Linked DNA regions of Mus musculus: region 1 is linked to region 2. A link is a contact called in public Hi-C data. All regions are on one chromosome and are shown on one strand. The core of a region is the stretch at or near the end of the contact, and the rest is flanking DNA. Distances in the headings are between cores, read along the strand shown. Region 1 has its middle 11 kb from the start of Gm30475. Region 2 holds the start of 1700008K24Rik (RIKEN cDNA 1700008K24 gene).

The links. A called contact is a pair of places that touch in the nucleus more often than the background predicts.
Region 1: a contact with region 2 is called in a Hi-C map of cerebral cortex, with 2.5 times the contacts expected there. The contact joins the enhancer-like site here to the promoter of 1700008K24Rik in region 2. A contact is called at or near these places in 3 of 39 promoter capture datasets (liver and stem cell-derived epiblast-like cells), 1 of 15 datasets of contacts at CTCF or cohesin (large pre-B cells), 15 of 484 Hi-C or Micro-C datasets (8-cell embryo, cerebral cortex, cortical neurons and 5 more) and 1 of 115 datasets of contacts at active chromatin or transcription factors (large pre-B cells).

What each region holds. Positions count from the first base shown.
Region 1 is chr17:49,182,073-49,185,987 of GRCm38.p6, forward strand. No RefSeq gene overlaps it. Among named protein-coding and RNA genes, the nearest start is that of Gm30475, 11 kb to the left of the region's middle. Within about 2 kb of position 2,144, at least 4 of the 459 cell types and tissues checked have an H3K27ac peak or open chromatin away from gene starts, as enhancers often do. A contact at or near this core is called in cerebral cortex and cortical neurons, where this site is marked.
Region 2 is chr17:49,112,020-49,116,081 of GRCm38.p6, forward strand. 1700008K24Rik (RIKEN cDNA 1700008K24 gene) reads right to left here and starts at 1,514. Exons shown (of 2, transcript NR_038145.1): 1 at 1,415-1,514; 2 at 245-830.

The sequences.
Region 1 (3,915 bases), core at 894-3,393, 71 kb after region 2:
TAGCTAGGCTCTTCTCTTATCAGATCATTACTTAAAATAACCCAATTATGTTAACCTACATTCTGCCATGTGGCTGGTTACCTATGCTCAGGTACCATGTGTCCGTCTCAGCACATCTTTCTGGGGTCATCTTCAGCACCTGGCTCTATCCCAGAATTCTTTCTGCCCCCTGAATGTCCCACCCTCTACTCTATCCTGTCCTATAAGCCATAGGTTTTTAATTGAAAGTTCTATGACAGTTTATAGTTCTGTGTTTGTTTGAGACAGGGGCATGTGTAACTCAGGATGATTTCCAAATTTCTCATGTCGCTGAAAATGACTTTGAACTTCTAAGCTTCCTACATCTTCCTCTGGAGTGCTGGGATTGCAGCTGTGGTCTGCCCCTTCAGGCTTAGGCAGTGCAGGGACAGGACTCAGGCCCTGTGCATGCTAGGCAAGTAGTTTGCCAATGTAGTGACAAGCACAGCCTCCTGGGCATATATTCTCATCTACCTTTTGGCTAGTCACCCCGTGAACCCTGCAGGGATTTCCCCACTTGGAGTCTGTCCACCTATATTAAAGAAGGGTGGCAGTGAGGTCTTAGCGCCCTCTAGTGACCAGGTGCAGGGTGACATCAGCAGGGAAGTCCAGGGGCATCCCAGGAACAAACCTTCCAGTGTCTGGGTTGGGGGAAGGGGAAGAGGAAGGGAAATGGGACAACATATCAGCTGTAAACGAGCTTCTCTGTGGATGCAAGGGAGCTGAAGCCATGTCCTCCGAGGGTAGGCCCAGCTCCTTGGGCTGTGCCCTGTAGTGGGAGCCTTCTTGGGCTGGAGGAGGGAGGCAGAATTCCCAGAACGCAGGGTTATTAGTGGAGTCCTACAGAGGAGTCTGATTGTTTACACTGTGTAAGAGGCAAAGATCCAGAGATTGACGTTCAGTCCAGGCAGGTGCATGAGGACCTGAAACTCAGAAAGCGTTCCCACAAAACCTCACTTTAACATCCCTGTACCTCGATGCTGCCTCCTCACGTCTCTCTCCTCAGAATGGCAGGAAGTCCCCGTGTGCCTCCATTTCCCTCCCAACTCAGTAGACAGGAAGCATGTGTCTCTCATTTTTCCTTGCACCTATTGGCCAAGACCCCACCATGGCATTGGCCCCTGAACTCTAGACTTTCCCTTTCCCTCTGGTGGTCAGGTATGGGGAATGAGCCATGGAACTCTCGAGAAGGCTGGCATTGGATGGGTTAGCTCCCTAACCCTCCATGACATTTCCAGTCCTTCCTCTGTGCTAGAACTTTCTCTCACATGAGATGCTTCCTGGGGGACCAAGACATAGACACCGGATTCTAAAGCCTGGCTCTTTGCACGTGAGTGTTTGATTAGCCCTCAGACCACAAACGTCATCCAGTCTTACCTTTATTTAAAATCCTGTGGAGGGGCTGGAGAGGTCAGAGCATGTACTGTTATGTAAAAAAAACTAAGTTCAGTTCCCAGCACCCATATTGGGCAGCTCTTAGTGGATCCTGTATCCCTAACCCCCTCCTCTCATCTCTCTCTCTCTCTCTCTCTCTCTCTCTCTCTCTCTCTCTCTCTCTCTCTCTCACACACACACACACACACACACACACACACAGGCAGACTGTGGGGCATTGGGCTATACAATGCCCCACAGCAGATCTGGCAACTCTCTCCTGCCTCCTCTGGCCCATGATGCTGTTCGACTCCCCTTTGCACCACTTCCACGACTACACGTTCTTTAGTTGTCTAGAGCCTGGTCCTTGATGAGACTACAGAAGGTCCAGACCTCCAGGGAAGCCTTGTTCAACCACAGTTTACTCCCTACAGTATAACTTAATGTTTTCTTGCTGCAGTGCAAACCCATGTCCTCTGGCTCTATCTCTGTATCACACTAGAGAACTGTGAGTATCCTCTTGTCTCCTTCCACCCACTCAACTCCCACATCCCTTGGGCTTTTCCTATACCTTCTAAATTTTTTTTTTTCAAAAAACCTTTCATCATTTTTCTTATTGGCTCTGGCTCCCCTCCAGAACCTCCAAATCCTTCTTAAATGTGACAGCTAAAATTAGCTTCCTGGAGAAGGCCAAGTGCTTGTGGGATGCTGGAACCCCGCCTTGCATGCCTGGTTTTTCTCCTTTCTGGGTCCCATCCCAGCATAGAACAGCCTGGTCCTTCTCTTATTATTCTGAGTACCCGTGGGTCTTCTCCTCTCCTCCTCCTGGATGTGAGAGGCCTGGGTTTAACGTCTAGAAGTTTTGCCTTATGTTCTGAACAAATGGTTTTTCCTTAGGATGCCCCGGGATAACTCAACTGAGATGCTCCGAACTGGTCTCATCCACTGGGACAACAGCTTCGTGCTTCCCTTTCTCCAGCCCCCCCCACCCCCGCCCCCGACCAGCTGGACTGCCACCATTAAGGCATCCCTGGGTGTCCATAAAGGTCACAGTCCCACGCCGAAAAGTGGACACCAGGTGAAGGCTGCCAAGGGACCTGTGGGAGAGCAAGGGTCTGATGGCTCCTGGGAGAAATATTTGTAGCCCATAGCAACTGTATGCGAGTGCTGCAGGTTGGCTGTGTTGTGCTTAAACAACATCTGGGGACGGGGTCAGTTAATAGTGTGTGTGTGCCTTGCATGCATGTTTCCATGATCTCTTCCATTCCCCGCTCTGCATAAACCAGATATGGTGGTGCATGCCTATAATCAATCCCAACACTCTGGAGGTAGAGACAGAGGGTCACAAGTTCAAGGTCAACTTCAGTCTCCTAGCCTAGGTAATTAATTTGCGGCCAGCTTGGGCTATACAGAGACCATCTTTTTTTTTTTTTAATAAAAAAAAAATACATGGTTTCATTTAGAACCAAGTAGAAATGACAGTTTCATCCCAGCTGTCCCTTGTGCCCTCCCCATGGCCCATCAGGATAAGCTTTCCCAGCTGTCCTCAGGTTTGTTCTGAGGCAGGTGACCAACAGATAGAGCTGAGACCTCAAAAGAGGGTCCATCGGAGCCTCCTACAGCCCGAGCCCTTGCACATCACCCACTCCCAGCCATAAGACAGGGAAACTCATGGGAGAGGCTTTGGTGCAGAGAGCCTCTGCAGTACTCCACAAATCACCCAAGAAGGAAACACTTCTCAGCTAGCGTGACAGGAGCCCTCTGCCATCCGTCCAAGCCAGGCTACTGGCTCCTGAGCCGGGTGCCCTCAGCCACATAAGCAGACAAGGCATTCTCTGTATGCAGAAGAAGAGCTCCAGTGAGGGAGAATAAATAAAGTCAGAAACCATAAATAAACCTGCTGGTCTCACACTGGGTGAACAAGCGGCCCCTGGGGAGCTGGGCTCTACTTCTAAGGAGGTGATTAAATTCCACACCAGCCACGTCCCCTGCAGAGGCAAGGCCCAGCCAGACACTGGGGCTTCAGGACTGAGTCTGCTTGCAGAGGAAGGATCACAAGTGTTGATCTGATCCTTAAAGCACCCATGGGCCAGGGCCCAACCCTGGCTGAACATGAGGACCATGTTCGGTGGTATTTTAAATAACAGACCAGCAAGCCAGCATACAGGACACTGACTTAGAAGGCTGGGCAAGATGCCCTTCCTGGAGTAGTCCAGAGCCCAGGTCTCAGTTTACTAGCTATGTGCTTAGCTGTTTAGGAGCAAAGGAAAGTGTGTGTGTGTGTCTTTGAATACTATCGTGAATATGTGGAGGTCAGGGGACAATTTGAAGGAGTCTGTTTTCTCCTTTCATCATGTAGGCCCCAGGTATTGAATTCAGGCTGCCTGCCTTGGCAGCATTAACCACTGAGCCACCTTACTGATCCAAACTTGGGAGTTCTGACAGTGGGAATGAGATTGTTGCTTTCTGGATTCAAATAGAATGGTACCACTCCTGCCAAAGTACCAAAGAAATCAATAATTA
Region 2 (4,062 bases), core at 264-2,763:
TCTGACTATTCTGGTGAAAAAAAAAAACAAAAACCTTTCCTTGGGTCTTCCCCCACCACAAATTAAATGTGCAGAGAAAACCAGGCCAGATGTCCAGTATGCCAGCCAGGCTCACATCTCTACCGAACACAAGTCTCATTCAAAGGGACTTGGAAGGGCCAAGGACATCCTCTCGGCCCAGTTTGTGTAGGAATAGAAATAAAATCCTTCTCAGTAGATACCCTAAGCAGCTCAAAGCAGTAAAGCATTTTGCAAAAGTCTTTATTGGGTCTCCCATACATCCTGTGGTACGAGGACCTTTATAAAGGCCTGGGTGGCTGGCCAGGCTCCCTGAATTCCATCGGCTTTCTTCACAGGGAGAGCAGTTTGGAGGAATCAAACTGTACACAAAAGAGGGAGAATACACCCAGGGGAAGAGGCAAGTTTCGATGTTGATGGTAAGCAGGTAACCTCCGTGGTAAAGCTGAGGTCTGGACAAGGAGCCAAAGGCACTCAGGCTCCCAGCAGCAGGAGAGCTAGCCCACTGTCAGTCCTTCCGAAGGACCCCACCTCTGAGGCTAAGTTTCCTTTTCTCCTGCTGTCTAAGGCAGATGGCTGGAGAGAAAAAAGAGTGAATCGGAAAAACCAAAATTCCAATCATCTTAACAGCTCTTCCTTTGGATAGCTGAGGCTCCACCAGGCTAGAAACACATCAGATCAGAACAAAGTCTTCTTGGGGCGAGTGATTCCTTGAGGTTGGCTTCTTAGTTCCTACAAAATGGCGCTGTGGTTTCAGGGACTGCCTCAACACTCCGTTATAGCTTGACAGCTGATCATGAGTGCTGAGTTATCTGTGAGAACAGAAACAAAGCAAAACAAAACAACCCCATGAGATGACCCATGGGAAAGCAACAAGGGAATACCGAGTGACTGGAAGTCACCACAAACACACCACAACTTTTGCCCTCACACTCCTCAGGCAGATGGCGAGGCTTTCCTGACCTTAAGCTTCCAGGGAAGCCCTTGGCTGACTCAACAGCTCTTCTGATGGCCTCATCTACCCACCATCCCGGGAGAAAGAGACCAGAGTCAAGGGAGCTGAGTGGGAAGAGGGACGGCCACTGGCCCACATTGGAGAGGTTGCAGGTTTGGAGAGGGTAGCTTTGCCACGCACCTGCTGGTCCAGGCCGATAGGCAATAGCTCTCCGCAAATAGAAGGGTAACTTTCTGGTTAGGACAGAAGAAACACTAAGGAAAAGCATAGTGGAGATCATATGCTTGGCAGCTGCCCCACCGTGTAGGGTAAGACCCCACTGACCCTGGGCCTGCGATACTTCTTGGTTACCAGCACTGCTGAGCCAGCAGGACCCTCAGAGCCAGCAGGTTTCAAGCTGGATTTTGTGGGCATTCTTCCATCTTCACAATGGTCCCTTACTTCGTGAAGAGTCCTCACCAACCAGCTGATCAGCTAGGGGCCAGCTTGCCTTCATCCCTGAGAAGCCTCCTGCAAAATAACTGCCAACTGCTCTCATCTGGCCGTTAGCCAATCACTGGCCACGCCCATCAAAGCAGCTCCTCCAATCAGAGACCTGTTAGACCCTGTCCACTCTAGACTAAGGGCATGTCCCAGGGACTTGGAGTTATCCCTTTCTGTGCCCACAAGAAAGCTGGTATGTGGGACCAGAAGAAGCAGAGATGCCTTCTGAAACTCAGGGCTGTTTCTGGCTTGGCCTCAGAAGGCACAGACTACTTGAAGGCCACTCAATCGTGGACACTCGTGATCCCAGGGGCCCCATGTCTATTCTACTGGAGAGGAAAAATGCACTGATGAAGGCGCTTTCCCTGAGGTTACTCTGAAGTAGGGGACGCTGCTATAAAACAGGCCCTCCTTTTCTGGCACTAACCTAAGCCAATCATAGGCTTTTTACTAGACAGATGTGCCTCAGAAAACTCTGCCATCTCCTGTGCACCAGGCCCTCTAATTTGAGGCATGGCCTGCCTCCACTTCCCCCTGTCCTACTGTAGTGCCTGGAAGCCCCCTTTCCCAGAGGCTTAGCACTAAGTATCCAGCCAGTGGGAGATGGCTGCAGAGTAGAGGTGTGTGTCTTTGACCATTGAGATGTGTGTGAAAGGGTAGTTGGAGGGCGCTCATAAGTTAATGTTAGCTGTGCTGCTTTCTGGTTTATGAAAGATTGTATCAACAAATAATGTTCACCACTTTCTAATATGTCACTTTATATTTTTTAAACAATAACTGACATAAAATGCAGATAGTATAATATATATTTATATATAATAGATAAATATATATTATATATATATGAGGATTTTTCAATATGCACAGGTTGTTCTATCCTCAGCTCTGATTCCAGAATTTTCTATTATCCTCAAATGAAAACCTATTCACATCAAGCACCCAGTCTCCTTTGCGCTCAGCATCTAGCAACTTCTAAGTGACTTCCTGTTTGAATGGCTTTGCTTTTTGTGGACATTTCCAGGTAACCTTTTGCACTGGTTTCTTCCCTCAGCACGTGTCCTAAGACTCTACCCTGTAACACATGTCAGTATTTATCCCAAGAGTAAAGAATATATATTTATCTGTGTATCATTTCATGAGCTCTTAAATTTTCCATTTTTTTTGACATGTTCAAATAACTCTGCTATGGGCTTATGTAGAGGTATTTTTGTTTGGATACATTTTCAGTTATTTGGAACACACTGTGTTAATTAGTTTTCTGTTGCAGTGATAAACCACCATGACCAAGGCAACTTAGAGAGGAAAGGATTTATTTGGGCTTACTGTTCCAGAGAGATAAAGTCTGTCATGGTGGGGAGAGCATGGTAGCAGGCAGCAGGTGGCAGGTGGCGGCAGTAGGTAGCAAGCAAGGAATCAAGGGGGCTCACGGCTTCAAACCACAAGCGTGAAGCAGAGAGAGAAAACTGAAATTGCTAGAGGTTATAACTCTTGAAGGCTAACCCCAGCAAGCTTCCTCCACCAACGTCACATAAACACCCCAGACCTCCACGAACAGTACCAAATATTCAAATGCCTGAACTTATGTGAGCTGATCTCATTCACACCATTACAGACACAGACCTAGGTAATCCCAGCTGCAACTGGAGAGCTGTCTAAATGCTGTCCATACTGGCTATCCCATTTTTCATTCCTTCCAGCACCACCTAAAATTCCTGACCTTCCCAAATCCATGTAGATCCTTCTTTCTTTTCTTCTTTTTAACTTTAGCTAATCAAGTTTGTGTGTGAAATGGTCTCTTGTTATGGTTTTGATTTGTGCCTCTCTGTTTATAATCATTTTTGAACATTTTTCCATGTGTTTATTAGAGACACCTATTATCCTCTCCCTCCCCCTTCCCCTCCCCTCCCCCTTTTCCTCCCCTCCCTCTCCCCCTCCTCTCCCTCTTCCTTTTCCTCTCCCTCCCTGTGGCATGGGGATGGCTATTTGTGTATTTTGTGCAATAAAATTGGATTGTAGTTTTGTAATTGAATCTTAGAGTATTTTGAATATTCTAGAGTAGACTTGGCTTAGTTTCTTCACAATGAGGAAAGACTTTAGCCATCTATCTATCTATCTATCTATCTATCTATCTATCTATCTATCTATCTATCATCTATCATATCCATCCATCCATCCATCCATCCATCCATCCATCCATCCATCCATCCATCTATCCATCTATCTATCTACCTATCTATCTCTTTGGTCATATTTTTCTTCAGTCCCTCCTTGTCTGCCTTATTTGGCTTTAATGGACACTTTCTAATATGTCATTTTGATTACTTTTTAAAAACTGCATTTTAATGCCATTTTCTTATTGTTTGCCTTGAAGAATACAAGTGACATCTTAATTTATAAGAACCTAGTTATAATCAGCTCCACTTTAGCTTCAGAGTATGATCTTCTACAACTCCATGTCCCCTGACAGTACCACAAGACACATTTCTATACACTGTGCACGCAACCACGAGGATTCGCAATCATTCCTTGACGAAGATGTCTCTAATTCATCTAAGGGGAAAGGGGAGTTACAAACAAAAGTGTGGCATTTGTCATTGTAGTTATCT